2 separate regions of the Gossypium hirsutum genome follow, and region 2 is linked to region 1. A link is a contact called in public Hi-C data. All regions are on one chromosome and are shown on one strand. The core of a region is the stretch at or near the end of the contact, and the rest is flanking DNA. Distances in the headings are between cores, read along the strand shown.

Evidence for each region. A called contact is a pair of places that touch in the nucleus more often than the background predicts.
Region 2: a contact with region 1 is called in a Hi-C map of leaf, with 3 times the contacts expected there. The contact joins the enhancer-like site here to the promoter of LOC121213668 in region 1. A contact is called at or near these places in 2 of 34 Hi-C or Micro-C datasets (both in leaf).

What each region holds. Positions count from the first base shown.
Region 1 is chrD01:46,610,547-46,617,983 of Gossypium_hirsutum_v2.1, forward strand. It overlaps LOC121213668, which reads right to left and starts at 3,575. Exons shown (of 2, transcript XM_041086550.1): 1 at 2,595-3,575; 2 at 2,097-2,459. The coding sequence starts at 2,826. The coding sequence ends at 2,278.
Region 2 is chrD01:47,148,202-47,155,638 of Gossypium_hirsutum_v2.1, forward strand. It overlaps the pseudogene LOC107914574. Among protein-coding and RNA genes, the nearest start is that of LOC121213925, 53 kb to the right of the region's middle. Within about 2 kb of position 3,445, at least 7 of the 9 cell types and tissues checked have an H3K27ac peak or open chromatin away from gene starts, as enhancers often do. A contact at or near this core is called in leaf, where this site is marked.

The DNA.
Region 1 (7,437 bases), core at 2,325-4,824:
AGCATACCGGAGAGGCTTAATGACCGGAATTTTAGTTCTTCCCTTTACTTTTATTTTATTTTTGTTATTTTTATCTTAATTTGCTTTCATATTAATTAATAATTAATTTATACTTTTTATTATTATCATATAATAGTTGGTAATATATTGAAAAATTAATTTGGTAATGTTCAAATAGTAATATAATATACAATAAAACATTTTTATTTGTTCAAAAATAAACTTGTGCTTTTTTACATTATATAGATATATTAAATAATTTTTTTTCTCACTAATCAACTAAATAAGACATAAATAAAAATATGTTACTTTTATAAAGTTCAATTTTAATAAAATTAAAAATTATGAACGAAAACTCAAGTTTAAATTAAACATGATAGACTCCAATATAAACACTTAAAATCCCACAACCTTAGTGGGCTCTCCAAAAACCGATAAGGGCTAATCCTTGTTTTTGAAGGATAAGAATGAGTAATAAAATTAAAATAAAAAATATATTTAGAATGAGCACATTTGTAAGTAACATTCAAATACAATGTTGTAGTGATAGCACATATTTGACTAATGTTTTTATGCTAAATATCGGTTGGATTGTTTCAAATTAACATTTCTTTTATTTTGGTTTGCAAGAAGGCGAGGGCTTTAGGCCGAAACAGCGGCCTGTAGTGGTCGGTTTTCACAAGTGGGCTTACACCAACGAAATCTTTTTTATTATATTCGAGTAAGTCCCACTATTAAGCTTTAAATGGACTTGCTTAAAAGAAAGCTTGCCATGCTGGACTGGACTTCATTTGATATTGAAGATGGATGGTCAACATAACTTCTGAAAAGTTCCATTCCATTTGATTCTCCAAACATTTTTGTGTAGGCTCCACGTTATTAGAAGATATTAATGCATAGATGCACATTGAAGGCAACTGAGCGGCCACGCTCCATTTGCTTTTCTTGAAAACGACAGTACTGAAAAGGAAAGAAGATGGAAAGGGAGACCCCGCTGGCCGTAGCTATATGATAACCCCAACAGTGTGCGATAGGGACAATTATCATCTCTCTTCTTTTTTGGCAACTTGTCCAAATGCTAAATATAAAACGTGCCACCTTACAACTAGTGTTCAATGCTAGCATGGACCCCGTTTTCTAATCCCAGCTCATGAAAACTTCTCACTTGAATATTGAATTTAACAATTATTTCCATATTGAATTTTTTTAATCCAAATTAGCACTTAAAAGCTGTGATAACAATGGCAAAGTTCAAACTTAAATAGTGATTTAACGCGATTATTAATGCATAAATAAAATAATTAGGGGAAAAATCTGCCAAAAACCATGAGGTTACCTTGCACATATACAAAACCAAGTTGCATATTTCAACTAATAACGTGTGACCAAACATGTATTGAACAAAAGAAAGTAGACCCTAGTCCATATTTCTTACATATTGACAAGATTTTGAGCCCATTTGTGCTCCCACCCAAAGCAGCCTTTTTAAGTTTGAAAGAGGAGAAAAAAGGTTGTGCAACGACAAAGACCTACTCCTTTAAAGTCGATAATTATAACAGAACATTAGCCGCTTATTTCGCCTCACCGAACATCTAATTATTCAAAAGACCCTTCAGAAAGTGCCACACAACCAGCTCCTCAATAATACACTTTTAATTAAGTGGTTTGATTTTGGGTCTTAAGTTCAATAAAAAGAACCAATTCCTAAGAATAAGCATCCATCAGGCGATAATGTTGAATAGAATTCTTAAATTGGTCATAGTCTGAATGATTCAGTCCATCCATCATGTCCTATATATTTCTAGCCATATCCAATTCCCAAATCAAAATCCTTGAAAGCAACTTGCAATATTAAGGGCAAGTCAGAAGAACATTTCAAGCAATGGATATAAGCTACTGAAAATACATGTTTATGGACAATTCAGAACAACTTTTTGAACACTGGGTGTAAGCCAAACCTTACGTAGAGTATGAGATTAATAGAATCATCCATCAAAAGCCATTCAACAATAGAACGCAACACTTTCAAAGACAGAAATGGAAAATCAAGCACACCATGAATGTTCTCTTCATTCTTATCGCATAAGGCAAAATACTGAAAAACAAGTTCCAATTTATTCCTGCAGGTCTTTTCTCACCTAAATGAGAAATAAGGTGAAAAACATAAGCAACACTCTACCATGGCCATTAATGATAATAGACTAACTTTCAATGCTTTATTTATAAATAAAGCTAACCCAAGAAATATAGGATCATAAAGGGTTGGGAATTATTTAATTAATGGGAGGAAATCTTGAGATTGAGGGATTTATTAAACCATGCCTTCCAATTCCCACTTGCCTTCCTATTAATTGATTCAGCTGCCTTCCCGTCGTCTTTCACTTTCTCAGTCCTTTGCTTCTTGCACAGCATGAAATTCCTTGCCCCTTGTGATCCAATTGTCTCCCATGGACTTAGTGCTGCAATGAAAAAACATACCAAACACCCAAAATCATGAATACTACTAATTTTCCCAAATAAAACACCATTTAACATCAAATAAGCAAATCCTGGAAATTTTTAATCTTTAAAGATTGAAATGAAAACCGACATACCATCTGATCCAGCACTGGGGCAATAAAGGAGGAAATCATTAAGATTGGATCCGAGAACAGGAAGCCGACCCTCACGAGCGTAGGATTTCAAAGCAGTATCAATGACGGCAGCAACGAGCTCTTCCTCGTTAACAACAAAACGGATCGGCCCAGCACTTCCGAGAACAGTGACGCTAATCAAGAGCCTGTTGCCCTTGGGACCCTGGCTCTTCTTCTGCTTGTAAAGCAACATTCTTTCAAAAAAATTTTGTTCAAAATTCAAAATGAAAAAGAATCAAAACCAAAAACAGGCGAATGAATAATTCACCAACAACCGAGAAAAGAGAAACAAGGGTTTGTTTTGTTATTTTGTGGGGCGTATAACAAAAAAAAAACCAAATCTGGGTTATTGGTGGAAAGGAATAGAGGTATTGAGGTGGGGTTGTTTATGGGTCAAGGCCAAGGCAGCGGTAGTACCAGCCTTCTTTGCAAGAACCGAATGCGAAAGCAGAAGCAGCGGAAAGAGGAAGGAGAGTGCTCGCCCTCGATTTGCAAAGGGAGAGCATCAATATACTACAGCTCCAAATTGTTTCCACCATTCACAAAAATACCAAAAGATCAATGGTTTGATTCCAACAAAAAGGGAAAAAGAGCCAGAAAAAAAAGAAGTTCTGGGACGCAGATTTCGACGAAAAAAGGAGAGGAATTTTAGTGGTTGTAGGTAGAAGGTGTGGGAAGCGTTTGGGGGTATTTAATAGAGGAACAAAACAAGGAAAATGATTAGGGTAATTCAGGTTGAGGTGGTATATGAGCCTTATAGAGGGGAGGCAGGAAAAGGGTTTCTTTCTCTCTCTTGCCGTAGGGTTGCACTGTATATATATATAAGGAAGTTGTTATTTCCGTATAGAGTTAGCATTTGGGTATATTTACGCGTTCATCGCTCCTTGCCCACCAAGCCACCTATTCGTTCGCAACCGCCATATTCTCCTCCTCTTTCTTTCTACAACAATAATATTCAATTTGTTTTATTTTTATAAATAAAGTTTCTTTCAAGATTTTTCCATTAAATTAGTCATATATGTCAATTTTTTATTTAGTTTTTTTAGGTAATTTTTCTAATTTAGGGAAACAGGTCGTTCTTTAGAAGAGAAATGGAAAACGTGATCAGTTAAACGCGTTTTCCTATCAGTTATACAAAAAGCTCATCCGTCAACAATTAATTCCAGCGGCTTTTTGAACGTTGGCTTGCAACGGTAAAAAGATTTAAAGGGCTCCAACGGTAATTTTTTTCTACAAATACCATGCAATTTTAATTTTTTTTCTCTCAAATCCAACTCTCTCAATTTTAGCTTGGAAAGATGTTCTACAAATACCATGGCTTTGCAACTCGATTTATCGGTGGATAGGTCAATCATCACGGGGTCAACGATCATTCCCGATAAAGAGAACCTTTGTGAGGCATTTTTGGGAAAGATCCTGAACAAGTTTCAAGGTGGTCGAATATAGATGAAGTGGTTGGAAACCAATTTCAAAGAGCTTCCTCCGAACGCGATCAACGTCATCAAAGAACAATGTGCCCGAGCATTCATCTGAGGTTAATTGGGGGCATTTTAATGCATGATAAATCTTAAATTTTGGTACGCTGGTGGCTACTAAACCTAGCTGACTTCAAAGAATACACACGACTGAGTTAGGGATCAATCGTGTTGGCCACGTTGTACCAAGATTTGTGTCAGGTGACGAAACCGGATAAGATGTCAATCGGTGGTTGCCTACTCCTGCTGCAGTCGTGGGTGTAACACCTTATAACCTAGCCTAGAAGTTTGGACCGAATCTTAGAGGTTACATTGATCATCGAAGTGATCGAAAATAATTTCACAAACGTTTAATCATTTTAAATAAAAAATTCTCAAGATGCATTAAAGCGTTCGGAAACTTAATTCCGTAGTTAAAAAAAACAAATTCAATCTAAAATAGCATTATGCAGAAATCCGCATAAAACCCTTTTTTCGCAGTTCTTAAAATTAATACAAACCAAAACAATCTAACAAGACTTAAAAATTGGGGAAGGAACCAAATGGCTCATTTTAAAACATATCCTTCTAAGACCTCCGGCATGCTGAGTCTAACATTAGAAAACAGAAATGTACCTGGAAGGGGAAACACTAAGGGGTTGAGCTACACGAGCTCAGTGTGAGTTCAAAACGTATCTAACAACGAAATTACAGATCAGAAACTAAATAGTAGTTCGATAACGAAAAGTACTTACAAAGATACACAAAAACAGAAAGCAAACTCGAAACCAATGTCCCAAACAAACGTAACAGTCAAAGCATCCAAATTACACACAGAATACTCAACAGATAAACCCGTTAACGGGTCGATACAAAAATACTAATCATCACAATCCAAAATGTCACTACGCTAACACCTCCATGCACACAAAATCGGTCATAAATGTTAAAACGAACAGGTAGATTATAAACAAGTAGCTCACATCCAGATGCATATGAATGCAACCAAAACACCTCTCCATCCCCGATCACACCCCAAAAGAGCTGTTTAAGCTCATCCAACCAAATACACCATATAGGACCTTGTATATGGACTAAGCCACTCAAATAATAATATGCAGCAAGACTGGCATATATGTAGTACAGTGCAATGCGATAACCCACTGTAAAGACATGTTGCAGCTTAAACTGCCAAATCAGATAATAGTACGCAACAAAGCTGACGTACATACGGTACAGTGTGGTAAACCGTTGTACGAATAAGTTGCAGTAAAACTGCCAGATCAGACCAGAATCAGTCTTCCTTCTCTTCACAACCAACCCTAAAATTACTTTATGCAAGTGTGTGTGTATGCTTACAACCTCACAAAAACAATGAACACGTCGAAAAAGCAGTCAAACAGAAACAGATATACCCACACACCCAGCTAACTAGGTTCAGAGTCAGACATCTCATACAACAGTCACAAATAACACATACGCCGAAGCCCAGATCAGAGTCTTCACTACCTTCACTAATGCCTAGCCAAGAGTCAAAACAAACAAACACATTTTTAGATAAAAAGCGTACACCTACTAAATTTGGTGACCTAAGACCACACGGCCGTGTGGCTGAGGCACACGCCCGTGTAAGCCAGGGACATGGCCATGTGAATAGGTCGTGTAACTCTCTATCCATTTGTACTAAAATAGAGTATAGGGCAGACACAATCGTGTGAGGGTTTCACACGCCAGTGTGCCCACCAGACACGGTCGTATGTCCAAAATACACGCTTGTGTAGGATCCCTAAATCCTCAAATTGGCCACACGGTCGTGTGGCACCAAAAACTAAATCCCTAATCCCCAAACACACACGCCCGTGTGCCTAGGGGCACGGCCATGTGAATATCAACTACAATCTCCAAATCAGCCATAGTGCCGTATAGCCAGTTCGTCTGGCACCAAATTTTGCTCAGAAACCCTTATTCTTAATTGTACACGACAGCCGAGTGAACTGCTCGTGTGGGGGCACACGTCCGTCTGGCCACCCGTGTGGTCACAAAACCACACCGAAATTGGCTACCGGTCGTGCCTTTGTTGTTGAAACACTCCCCAATCCTTAATTACTCAAAAATATATCAAAATCACACCCGATTCTAAGCTATTCCACAATAATCGCCCCTTTCAAATGATCAATTCCACAAGCACACAACGATTTTCAATTTCACAGAAACAAACCATAATTCGTTAATGAAAATTTAAAAGGTTCAAAACCCACACCTGATTCGCGATCAAACACATCCAGATGCTGACTCGACGACAAAGAAACAAAGCTTCCCAAAACCATAAACACAATCATTTTTCTTTACCAAAAAGAAAAAAATAAAGAAAAAACAGAAAAAATAGGTGAACGTGAAAAAGGAAAAAGAAAATTAAAAAAATAATAATAATAAAATAAATAAATAAAATAAGACTAAATAATTATTTTTAAACTTAAAGTAAATCTACTATTTAACAATATAAAAATATAACACCCAAAACGCACACACAATGACTCGAACCAAGAACCCAGAGGTACTCTTACACTCACTTAACCACCAGACCAGCAGACCCATTCTGACACTATAATGCAAAAACTATTACAAGTGCGTGACCTACTCACTGACCCTTACTAAGGAATCTCCTAACCCCAAAAATCAGGGTGTTTCAACTCACCCTTCCTTAAAAAGAATTTGTCCCTGAAATTTTTAACTAACAGAACAGTGATCTAACATAAGCTATACCACTACGCACCCGCTGCGCACTCTAGCCCGAGTAGTACCATACCAAACTTAAGACCTCAAACACACTCCCCGAACACTTAACCACTGAAGCCGATACATATTAATCTTATCACACACAATTGTTATGCTCTAATCAAAATATTGAAACACTCACAACCATATTTGTTTCAAAGTCGTCAAGGACACTCCTGGACCCGATGTTCTGTAAACCCGCATCGAAAACATGCTCCTGTCTTTTTCCAACAATTACCCTAATAGTGCTTCTTACAGTGCTCACAAAACGGAGCGCTCGCACCACTATTGTCACTCAAATACGTTCTAACACACTTCACATACCGAGGCTCCAACCTCAGAGGACTGCGATCTCTTTTCTTCCCACAATCTACACACCTAACTTGAAGCGTTTCTCTAGTCCTCTCTAACCTAGCCTCCAACACTTTCTCAAGCACTTCCCTCACTACCCGAGTCAAGGCCTCAGTACCAAGCTCCGGGTTATCGCTACCCGAAGTTGGCAGGATTGCATTGACCTCTGACTCTTCAACAGACACACGTCCTAGAGAAGAAGACGACTCCTCCCGATCTCGCTC
Region 2 (7,437 bases), core at 2,195-4,694, 540 kb after region 1:
ATAATCCCTCACTCATTCATCATTCTCTCTTCTCTCAACTCTCTTAGCTATCTTTCCCCCTCACGCCTATCATCATCCTTGCATAAGGATTTCTAGCAAATTAGCCTCTTAAAGAACCCTTGGTCGGCCACCTTGGAGAGCCATCAGCAAAGGAGCAAAACAAAGGAATGAAAGAGCCTCGTCAGTCAGAGTTTTGGGTGACAGCCACTCTGAATTGGGTTTAATCTTCCTCTTCTTTAATTTAATATAAAGATGTTTGCTATGTGTTCTTTGTTCTTGTTTACAACAATGTTAGCTTAATTTTATTTAAGCTAGGATGATTGCTTTGATTAAATAATAATTATTTGATTCATGCTTATAATGTTTGTGCCTCAATCGATCATGTTTTCAATTAAAATCAAGTCTGTATTTCGTTCATACGTGATTGAAATGCACCTGAATTAGCTGAGCGATCCTGACCAGATGAAGGCTAATGGACACATAATTAAAATGTGCGTGCTCAATTTAGATCCTGACCCAATTAAATTGTAGGTTGCATAACAACTCTGACCAAGCTCTGTTATCTGCATAGTTTTTAGATTTGTGTGATTAAATTGTTTTAAACCTGACACGTCCCTGTTACCTCACACGAATGCTAAGAAACTCTTAGTAAATAAGGATCAGTAAAATGCGTATTTACTAAGTAAAGGATTCTGAAAGGACCTAATGTGGTTTCCAAAATCATGAAAGATCGAGTTGCCATGGAATGTTTTTTCGAATGTTATTAAGCATGTTGATAATAAATTGAGTTTAATTAAAGTAATTGTCCTAATTCATTTATGTTATAATTGTTGCAAATTGTGTTTAATTTTACTAAAATCTATTTCATTCATATAGTTTGCATACTTAGGATAATTTTCATTAGGGATCATTGTATTTAGTTTAATATATTTTAATCACCACTTCTCAACTATATTGTATTTTTATTTACCAAATTGTTAATATAATTTTACAAATTAAGTGACTTAGCACAAATACAATCCCTGTGGACACGATAACTCGATACTTACTTATTACTTGATAATTACAGTGTACACGTGCACAAACCTATGCGTTACATCCACTCACTAATCCCCAATAAGAGGATGAGTTCCTCATGGATCTCAAAAACATAATAAACTTGACAAATAATATATGTATAAATAATAAATCAAGAGTAAGGTTTAGAGAATCCTAAATTGTATTGATTGTTGTAGCACAAAATCCACAATATTTATTTCAAATCTACAAATAAAATTCTTCGAATAACATGAAATAGAGAAGAATTGAAATAAACCTAATGCCTAAAATAAAGGAAAAACTAAAGACTAAATTTACAAAGAAAAACTTAGAATATCAAAAGTTATCTTTAACAAGTGTTTAAGAGCCTATTTATAGAGTTAGGGTTGACGTTGTCCTTAACCCTGAGTCAGTTGATGCTCTCTGTAAACTCTAAATTATATAGATTTTTTCTAGTAATTTATAGCACCTTTTTACTTAAAAATAATGTTAATCCCGAGTATTTGGTAGTTAATTGGGTTAATTTTTGTTCATATTACAATAATGGGCATGATTTAATAAAGCACGCAATTTTATGCTTTTATGTATTAATTTTGTGCATAATTTAATTAATTCATGCTACATATTAATTTCCTCTATTTAAATGTTATAGTGGGGCCATGGAGTTGATAACTTACGAAGCTTATTTTAATTTTGCATGGGCATGAGACTTATTCTACCTAGTTGGATGGCAAAGCCATGCAATTTGGGTCATGAAGAGGTCACCTTGATCTAGTTAAAGATGATTAAATTGGAGGACAAGTCTGACAACTAAATAGGTCACAAAGTTGTCCAAACAAAGAGGGATGAAGCCCAATTCGGCAAGGGCATTTAAGCAGCCCAAAATTAGCTTTTGGAAGAATTTTTTCGAGGTCCTTATACTTGCAAAATAATTAAAACCCAGCTCTTAACAATCACCCACGAAACTGTCCACCACCTTGCTTGATTCAAGCATGATTTCATGCATGAATCACGCAACCAACAACCTCCCCTCTCCACAATTCATGGCTGGCCAAGCAAGGGAGCATATCAAGGGATCCCTCTAGCTATTTTTAGCAAACACTCATGTCACCCCTTTATTATAAATACCAACATTCATTTTTCATTCTATCATCCCTCATTTTTCACTTCACATTCATTTCACTCATTTCATTTTCCTCTCTTTTTCACGCATAGCCATCCCCATTTCCCCTTTCCCTTAGCTAGCAATTCCTCGAGAAAACACTCTCTTGGCCGCCCACCTTGAGAAGAACTTTGCAAATGAGCAAACACAAGGATTGGAGGAAGCCACTACAATCGATTTCCGGAGGACTGGCGAATCAATCAGAGTTTATTCTTCCTTATCTTTGTTTTAATTTTGATATTAATCATGTTTGTAATATATTTTGTTGTTTTTTCATCAACAATGGTAGCTTAATTTTGTTTAGCTAGAATGATTACATTAATTGGATGAAGTTCTTTTGATTCATGTTCATGGTGTTCTGTGCCTCAATCGCTCATGCTTTCAATTAAAATCATGCATGTATTTCATTTAATAAAATGTGATCGAATGCATTAGAATTAGTTACTTAATTCGAACCAGCTGGTGATTAATAGACACAATAATTGAAAGGTGAATGCTTAATTTATATCCAACCCAGAATAAATTAAAGGTTCGTAATAACTTGAACGAGCTCATTAACTTGTATAGCTTTTAGGTTTATATGATTAAATCGTTTCAAATTGACCCAGACCCTATTACTTCACATGAATTCTAAGAAACCATTAGTTAAATATGATCATGGTAGTATGCATGTTTTTCTAAGTAAAAGATACCTAAAGGACTTCAAATTGGATTGAAGTTCATGAAAGATTGAGTTGCCATGGAATATTTTCTTGAACATTATTAAACATAATGAAAATAAATTAAGTCAATTGATGTGATATTTCTAGCCTATTCATGTTATTTTGTTGAAGCTTGTGAATTTGCTGCTAAATCCATCTCATACATTTTATTGCATACATTGCATTTAAGTTAAATTGCATTTAGATTATTTAATTTAATTTAAACATCAATCACCTCTGTAACACCCCAAACCCGGGCTAGACGTTATGGTCGAATCTGGCGATGTCACATGGAAAGGGATTTGAAGACAAGATTGTCGAGTGTAAAAACCGTTACAGTTAGTTAGCTTTTATTTAATTTAAAAAAAAAACTAGTTGATTTGCTTTAAAATTTGTCTCTTAGCGGAAGTTTTTGTAACTAATTAATTTAAGAAAAACTATTTCTATTTATGAAAACTTTACATTATGCCATTATAGCCCTATTCCATGGGCCCCACCTATTCATTTGTTTGGTTGGGTATAATGCCCTATTACGGGTTTATTACGGGTTTAGTATTCCTGCTGAATGACCAAATTTTATTCCCCTTTGGAACCTCAGTTTAGCTCCGTTTAACCCTCCCAATTGTGATTTGCCCTATTTTACCCTTCCAACCCCCGAAAGCCACCTCCACCCTCTCCCTCCCAACATCAAACAGCAGCTCCTGATTTTTATTCCTATTTCACTTTCATTTGATTGTTTATTTTTAGAACTCTCATTTGACCGTGAATTACCAAAAAAGTGGTCAGTTTGGAATTGATTTGTTCGTTTCCAAAGATGAGAAGCCATTTGAATTTAAGGGATGTGAAGGTGGAAGAAGTGCCAGAGGCTGCTTTGGATGCCGTTGCTGAAACTCTCAGAACTTCCTCTTCCCTCAGGGTTTCTGAAGATGGTAAGTTTTATCAAAATCGAAAATGAAGATAAAAAAGGAGAATTTCTTCACTTTTTCCCATAAGCTAAGCCAAACAAAGATTTTTTTTCCACATAATTTTAAATGCGGGTTTCGATCTTTCAGGGAAGAAAGTTGGTAGAAGCACCGCACTATTAAAGCCTAAAGAATTGTTAGAGCAATTAGACAGTAGAACAATTGCTGCATCACCATTTGAGTTTAATGTCAAGATGGAAGATGTAGAAGCCTTTTTTGGTCAATATGCTAAGGTATCTGCTCAATGGTTGTTTTCTTATCTATTGTTATTTTACTCATTTGATAACTGATTATGTGTTTAAAGGGTTATAAATATGTTTGCGGTTCAATGTAAACTGATTGCCTTCTTACTTTTCTTGTAGGTAAATAGTGTGAGGTTACCTCGTCATGTAGCAAACAAAAATTATTTTTGTGGCACTGCTTTGATTGAATTCTCAGCTGAGGAAGATGTACAAAAGGTTTTGGAGCAAAGCTTGGTTTATGCAGGCGCTGAATTGGAACTGAAACCTAAATAAGTATTACTCGCCACCGTGCATTCTGTTGCAATTTGTTTTGGTAATTGTGTTATATTGTGAAATGGATAGAAAGCACTGTTGACTTTTAGTGTAGGGTTGTTGCTCTTACAATTGTATGTTCTGATGTGATTGTTCGTACAATGTTCTTTTCAGGAAGGATTTTGATGCTATAAGAGAAGAAGCAGAAGAATATGAGGATAATCATCCAGTCACAGGTTCGAATGGAGATAACCGTTCGAATGCAGAGGATAAGTAAGTAATTGATCACAATCTTTAACTGGCATTAGTTTTTTTATTGCCATAATGTTTGTAATTAAAGTCCATGTAATGGTTTGTCACAGATACCCCAAGGGCTTGGTTGTTGCATTTGCATTGAAGAACATTTCAGGTGGGGACTCTGCAGAGAAAAACGGTTCTGATGAACCTGCAAAGGATAGTGCTACTGAGAAGAATGTAGAGAAGACTATAGAAAATGACGAAGATAACAAAGATAAGGTTGATGATAAACAACCTGTGTCGGGTGACGAAACGGAGAACAAAAGTCCCGTCCAGAAGGATGACGGAACAGAACATAAAAACACTGCATCTGTTTTCAAAGACGATATGAATGTTGTTTTACGGGAAGATTTGAAGGAGGCCTTCCAAAAATTTGGCACTGTGAAGGTAGATATCTCTCTTTTTTCTTAAATATTTGACATTGTACTAGGCAGTTGTATCTTAACGTTCTTACTCATGACATATATTCTTTACATGTGAAGTACATTGACTTCAAAGCTGGTGAGGAGAAGGGTTACATTCGGTTTGATGAACCTAAAGCAGCCCAGAAAGCTCGTGCTACTTCAGTTCTGGGTAATGAAGGTAGTATGGTTGTCAAAAATTTCATTGCCACTTTAGAACCAGTTACTGGTGAGGAAAGAAAAAAAATTTCCATTTGATTTAATTTCCCATTTTTGTTGCATGTTGATCCCAATATTGACTAACATTCATCATGCATATAAGGAATAATATGTAATACAAGAGGAACTAATGACTTTTGGTCAATAATATGAACCTGATATATTAGATGAACAACTGATAAAAGTGCTGGGTAATATGTTTAGGTGATGCCGAGAGAATATTATGTAATACAAGAGGAACTAATGACTTTAGGTCAATGATATGAATCTGATATATTAGATGAGCAACTGATAAAGTGCCGGGTAATATTTTTAGGTGATGCCGAGAGAGAATATTGGAGTTTACTTCGCGGTAACCAAGGAAAGCACCGTGGAAACAAGCGCTTCCAAGGAAGGTCAGTGCTGATAAACGTATTCTACAGCTTTTGTTATTTAGTTTGGATAAGCAAGTCCCTTTTCAATGTTTTTCTTTCTTCTGTTTAAATTCAACTGTTACTCCTTTTATTAGGGGAGGAAAGCACTTCAGAGGCAGACAGCATGGCCGGGGAAGAGAAAACTATTCACCAAACAAAGCTAGAAGAACTTGAGGGACATGAAAGTGATCCATCTATGCACGTTAGATGGATTTATGGGGAGAGCGGCCACACAATAAGCCATGGGTGCTTGTTTATTTCCTGGTTTATGCCTTTTGCTTAGTTTAGATCGCTAGCCATATGATTTTAACAGTCTTATTTTCATTCCCTTCAAAATTTTAATATACGAGTTCGCAGTCTCTTTCACAACCATTGATCGTTTGACCGTAAATTTTAGAACAAAGGTAAGTTTTATTTGGAATATTTTTACTATATTTATTTATTTACTGACTAGTAAAAGAAATTAAATAAAGAATAATTAGTTAATATAATATTATTTTATTTTTAAAATTATCCTACTTTTAAACGAACTTGTTCTGTTTCGAAAAAAAATAGGAAATATGGAAAATAATTTCTTTTGGGGACATTAATTTAATGAAAAGGAAAAATAAACTTTAAATTTAAATAATTATTTTAAATTATATTTTATGGTATTATATATTATGATTTTAGTAAATTCATATATTTTTATTAAATTATATTTAATAATAATTATGTTAAAATATGATTAAATTATTTATTATTTATATTAATAATCTTATTAAAATTTAATAACAATAACAATAATCATCCACCTAAAAAAAATTCTGCTAAAGGTATTCTAGTCATTTTAGTTTTTTTCCTTATGCTATTACACCTCTATTCCATTCAACCAAACACAAGAATACCATTATGCCTCTATTCCATTCCATTCAACCAAATAAAAGAATTACCTATTACGCCTCTATTTCATTACGCATCTATTCCATTACACCTCTATTCCATTACAGGGAACCAAACGTGCCCTTAGTTTTTAGAAAAAAACCGTGTTTTGTGGAGTTGTAGTTTAAAAAAAAATCCATAAAAACAGTATAAAGCCCCAAATTTAAATCCAACCAGTCCATAGTCCAGAAGATACATCAAAAACCCCAAATAAGTAATAAATTCTTGGAATTAATGAAAAACAATCTAAAATTTATGTGTGGCCACCATCGAGTTCTCTGTTGTACCGAACCGTCAAGTCTAGGGATTACCTGTACAGATTAAACAGAGAAAGGGTGAGTTTTCGCAAACTGAGTGTGTAATCCCTACAGAAAACATGCAAACAGATAATCAATAGGATTCAGTTAGATACAGTCTAGGGCTTGTGCCCATCATAGAATCAGTTTGGGCCTTATCCCATTCAGATACAATCTCAGAAATACATTAGGGCCTTGGCCCATATCAGATACAGAATGCAGATACAGTAAATCAGAATCCTACCCACCAGCCTCTACACACCATCTTCGTCTAACCCTACACACCATGTGGGGATTAAACCAACCCACCCATCCTTACACACCATGTTGTACCCATATGCGGCACATAATCAAAAGGTTGCAGTTGAGCTACCAGTTAACAAGCTTAATAGCCTTCCAGACACTTCCTCCAAATGTCATCAACCCACCCCGGTGCAATGCAACATACAAAATATGTCATGCCATTATGCAATTCATAGTACATACATTCAGATATCATAAGTCATGCTCGGTATAGAAATCAGTTAGACAGA